Linked DNA regions of Gossypium hirsutum: region 1 is linked to region 2. A link is a contact called in public Hi-C data. All regions are on one chromosome and are shown on one strand. Each heading gives the region's core, a stretch centred on a gene start, on an enhancer-like site or on the middle of the called end of the contact. The rest is flanking DNA. Distances are from core to core; before and after follow the strand shown.

The links. Hi-C and Micro-C count contacts between places; a contact is called where the count stands out from the background.
Region 1: a contact with region 2 is called in a Hi-C map of leaf, with 2.2 times the contacts expected there. The contact joins the promoter of LOC107894012 here to the promoter of LOC107894064 in region 2. A contact is called at or near these places in 2 of 34 Hi-C or Micro-C datasets (both in leaf).

The regions. Positions count from the first base shown.
Region 1 is chrA13:14,513,435-14,516,266 of Gossypium_hirsutum_v2.1, forward strand. It overlaps LOC107894012 (phototropin-2), which reads left to right and starts at 1,449. Exons shown (of 25, transcript XR_005907506.1): 1 at 1,449-1,759; 2 at 1,996-2,578.
Region 2 is chrA13:13,931,170-13,933,927 of Gossypium_hirsutum_v2.1, forward strand. LOC107894064 (transcription factor SRM1) reads right to left here and starts at 1,486. Exons shown (of 3, transcript XM_016819271.2): 1 at 1,317-1,486. LOC121212275 (14-3-3-like protein GF14 omega) reads left to right here and starts at 2,686. Exons shown (of 2, transcript XM_041084725.1): 1 at 2,686-2,758. The coding sequence starts at 2,686.

The sequences.
Region 1 (2,832 bases), core at 199-2,698, 580 kb after region 2:
AGTAGCAAAAGACGGCAAGCAAAACATGTCGCTGGTGGGAGCTGTTGGCGGTGAAATTAACAACCCCCGTTCCTGAGGTCCAATGACTCATCAAGCTCGCTCGTTCAAGCACAACAACAATGGCAACTCACAAGCCGGTACCGACAACAAAACCGTCGGTCCAAGAAACAATAGCAATAACTTCAGAGGTCAATCAACAATCAGAAATTGGAATTATGAGTTTGCTTTCATTCGAGGGGTTGAGCCAAAGGAAAGGGTTGTTCTTGAGGAAGCTCAACATTGGATCCATGGCAATGACAACAATGAAAGCTACCAACGTTTAACAACAGAAAGATCCGATTTTTTTAATCTCAACTTAATCATTTGATGCCAAGTAAAAATAGATAAATGGAGGAAAAATGGAGCTTTAATCGTGAGGGAGAGGTTTGAACAATAAAAGTTAAAGAGTAATTTTTTTTACTTTTGATTTAATTATAAATAACTTGTTTTTTAGTTTTTCAAGTTGAATTTCAACAAAACCAGCTGCCTACGGTCGAGAATAATATTTATCTATCGTAGTGATTTAAGCTTTATACTACTTACATTAATTATCTTGATAACTCTAATTTTATTAAAATATTTCATCGGACTACTAAGATTCTAAATAGATGAACTTTTCTATAAGTTTTATAAATCGAGTCAATTCAAGTGAATCAAATAAACTTTTTTTAATTAGTTAACCTCCATATAACGTTTTGTGCACAATGATCATGAACTTTAATTTGCGACCCATGACATAAATACTAATATAAGAGAGTAGGTATAATTTAGGTGGCAATTTTTTCAATTAAGCTTTTTTGAAAGTATAAATAGAGAGACTAATTTTTTGCTCAAGCCTGAGTAAAAATACTACAACCCGTCATTGACCCGACCCGACTGCCCATATTAATTTTTTTAATTTTTATTTTTTACATAAAAATTTTAAAAAATATATAATACGTCAAATATGCTAAAAATATTAAAATAAATATTTACTAACAAATGAAAAATAAATTAAAAAATTTTTATACTTAAATAATATTAAATTAAGTGCAATTTAATAAAATAGTAGCAATGGTCCATTTTTTAAATGGCCTTATATTTTACCCAATTAATTTTTCAAACTTATATTTTTATCCAAACTCTTATTTTTCGATCAAACCTTTAGGACGGTCAGAATATCCTATACATGGACAACTCGAGATGATGATGATGATGACGGGGTATAAAATGTGGATACTAAAAAAAACCATACCAATGTTTCATGCTGTGGTCCTAGACCTTGATATATTCATTTGGCTGTTTCATTTGATACTTACTAAAAACAAAATACAATTTTGCTCTTATTTGGCCCCAAAGGAACATAACAAAATTTCAGATAGTGAAAGTGAAAGTGAAATTTATCTTCATCAAGTTTCAACAATATGGGGTTGTTTGCATTGCAGCCTCACAAAATCTTGATTTACTGGTTTCTTGCTGAAGTGATGATAAAAAATCTTCTTCCCTCAAGAAAACGAGACAAATTTCGGATAAAATTGATGGGAATTTGACAAATTTTGATCCATTTGTAATAAATAGCCAATATGTAAATATCTGAAGGCCAATGGAGCTTGGAAATTCGTCTATATGAAAACATTATCCTGCTATTATATGGAACAGAAACCAGAACCAGAAACTTAAGAACCGATGTTTCAGTGATGGGATTAGAGAGGTGTATCCACTGCCATTAAAGTTGCTACAGGTTTGAACTCGTTTAAAAGTAGGTAAAATTCTATGTACAGTTTCTTTTGGTAGCTGTTTAATTCTATGTACATAGGGGTGCTTTTCTAGCACTGAATTTTAGTATGGGAGACGTTTGACTGTTTAATTCTATGTACATAGGGATACTTTTCTAGCACTGAATTTTTGTATGGAAGATGTTTGATATAATGTTTATTTGGACATGGTGATCAATTTTTACTTGGTTAATATTTGCAGTCTTACCTACATTCATTTTAGAGAAGTTGGAAATGGAGAAAAGAATGGCCATGGAGCTGTCGGGGTCATCTGTATCGGGTGCTCGAAATGTTGGACAATCTAGCGAACAAGCTTTGGAAGGAGAGGCAGCCAATAATTATGAGATTGTAAGCTTTGACGATGAGTCCATCGAAAAGTTGAATGGGGCTAGCACTGCAGGGAAAGATTCGAATGGACAGTCCTCAACCGAAGCTAGCATAGTTGAAAGGACTGCAGAATGGGGTATTGCAGTAGAATCAGATGTTGGAGAAGGTAGTTTCAGAGTGATTGGTAAAGTAAAGCCAACTGGAGAAGGAAATCAGAGCAAAAACTCGTTAGGCAAATTTTCAGTGGACTCGACAAGGACATCAGGGGAGTCGGATTATGGATTGGGTCGAGGGGCCTTTCCTAGGGTGTCACAGGAGCTGAAGGATGCTTTAGAAACCCTGCAGCAAACTTTTGCTGTATCTGATGCTACCAAACCAGACTGCCCTATAGTGTATGCTAGCAGCGGATTTTTTGCCATGACTGGTTATTCATCAAAGGAGACCATTGGACGAAACTGGTAAGTTCAAGCTTTTAAATATGTAAAGGGGCAGTAGGGAGCCGTTCTAAAGGAACTGCAATCATTCTGCAGCTCAAAATTATTGCAATTTTCCATTGCTTGTCATACACGATAGTATGGAGCCTTAAACTTGTGTCTGAATTCAATCGGTATAATACGCCATTCCCATTTGAATGGACAATTCTTTCCTTCATTGTGCTATTTGTACCTTGCAAACACCCTTTCCTAGAGCAGGACCAATGAGACATTATGGT
Region 2 (2,758 bases), core at 236-2,735:
ATATTAAAGAGACAATGCAACCAAACAAGGAAGAAAACCCAGAAAGCTATTCAGAATTCAAGTTGCTATTTTCAAATCCAACAAAAACTCAATAAATCCAAAAGGCTACTTGATATAGTTTAACCCAGAGTCCACATAAAATTATCCTGCTACTGCTTAATATATATATATATATGTATAGCAGCAAATTCTTCAGCTCCTCATTCTTTGTTTTCTTTTGCTAATTACATGCTTAGAAGAATCAACAGTACTTAGCAAAGAATTCAAAAGATCTCCCTTTCAAGTTTATATAAGAAACAAGAAAATAAAAATCAATTAAAGCACCCAAAAGTACAATTTGCATTTATGAGGATACTTTAAGTTTCATTTCACGGTTTTATATTTTCTTCTAAAAAAAAATCATCAAACTTTAAGCAATAATCAAAAGAATTTTCGGGTAATAACAAAAATAGGAAACAAACTTCCTTAAAAAAAAAAAACTTTCAACGATGCCAAAAGAAGTAAAACCCAATTCAAGGGTTCCTTCAGAAATATATATATAATTTAATTTTCTCATTGAAGATTCCTACACAGTAATTCCAGGACTAAAGCAGAAAAAAGCTAACCTCATATTCCTTGCTGTTTCACTGTAGAAATCACCATAAAATTGAAAGGCAAGCTACAACTAATATCAAGATTCTGACACTTGAACCAACCAAACAAATAAAAATCTAACCTTTGATGGAGCCAAATCCTACTCCATCCACTATCAACCTTTCCAATTTTTCTTTTTCTTTTTTTTTTTCCAAAATGTGTAAATACTTCTGCAATAAGTTTATATTATTTAAAGTACATGTAAAATTTTAACAACAAACAAGCATAAAATTCAAAAAAAGGAAAAAAAATATACCCAAAAAAGAAAATCTCAAAAAAAGAACCAATTATTTGACAAATTTACGAAGGGCTTAGTACATACAAATTATAGATGATGTTGATGGGTTATCCTGAAAGTATCTACAAAGGAAGTTGCAGGATGGGTCAATTGTCCCATCACTTCCTGCAATAACTTTGCTACAAATTGTTACAGCTGGGATTGAAAAGCCTTACACCCTTCATCCCAAGTTGCTCAACATACACATTACACTCTAATCTGCCATTAATTTCTGCCAATATCATAACAAAGAGAAACTAAATATATTTTATATTAAAAAAACCCCACTTTTTCAGAGGAAAAAATCCCAAAAAAATTAACAAATTTAGATATCAGTAGAGAGATGTCATACTAATACTATAAGCATCCATAATCATTGACTATAAAATCATTACCTTTCTCTTACTTTTTCTTTTTCTTTTTTTTCTTTTCCTCGGTGCTTCTTGTTGGATAGATAGAATAAGAAATTAAGGAAGAAAAAAAAAAGCAAAACAAAGTTTCAATATTTAATTTTATCAACAAGGTTACTCTTTTGGTCTTGTCTTTTCTCTTTTTTTTCTTTTATCTGGGTTTCTCGCCTTATTTTATAGCTTTTAATCTAAAATATATATTTTTAAAATGGGGTATTTTTATTTTGTTAAATTATGTTTTGATCCTTCTACAATATTAAATTTGATATTTAGTCTCTAAATTTTAATTTGATAAGAAAAGATAAAAAGAAAAATTTATATATAGAATTACTAAACAAAAACGAAAAATAATAAAATTTTCATTTATTTTAGAACAAAAAAGTTCAAAAATTTTAACACCTATTCAACATAAAATCAAGTTGCAATTGTAAAAGTAGAAAAATCGTGAAATTAAAGTATGTCAATTTTAAGTATAATAAAGGGATCAAAATTACAATTTGACGCTTTTTTAATTTAATATTACCCTTTTATGAAGCAAAAGGCAAAGACCGAGTAAAGTGGACCTTTTGGGATGCTTAATTTGGGAATCCAACATTGTAAACAGATGTATTTGGTTTATGCCTTTTTATTACATTTAGGGATAAACTAGAAGTGTGACTGTCTAGATACAATGTGCAAGCTGTCATGTAATAATGAAAGAACAAACCAACCATTTTTTGCCACGTAGGCAATAAGTCAAAATTCACGATTCTAGCAAACCACATGCTCCCTGGCCCATGGTTTTAATTATTGCAATTTATTGTGTTTCCACTTTCCACTCTTTCACACACAATTTAATTAGTAAGGTGGACAAGTAAAAAATTATTTTAGGGCGAAAATAAATTTTAATTTTTATGATATTAAAAATATAATTTTTAAAAAATTAAATTAAAATTTTATTATTTTTATAAAATTAAAGTATAATTTTTTAAATTTAAAATTTTAAAGAATTAAAATAAAAAAAAATTATTTTAGAGAAATGGAGACTTGTGCCAACTCCTAAATTCACCCCTAATCATAAGGTTGATGTCCTTGCTTAACTTTTTTTCTTTAAAATATTTCAAAATTCTAGTTTTCTTTTCATTAGAAGTAATAATTGATTAAGTAAATTACATTAATAATCATCCAATTATAAATAATTTTTATTTTTATCACTTAATTATAAAAAAATTATTTGATTAGTAACATTTTGAAAAATAATTTTTTTTCACCTCGGATGTTAAATTCCAACGGAGGCACTCTTTCATTGGTTTAATAACAAAGTTAGTCCCTCAAATCACCACTCATAACCATGGCACCCCTTCCCCACGCGGCGAAGACGTCTACATGGCCAAACTCACTGAGCAAGTCGAGCGCTATGAGGAGATGGTCAAGTTCATAGAGAATGCCGCCTCTGCCA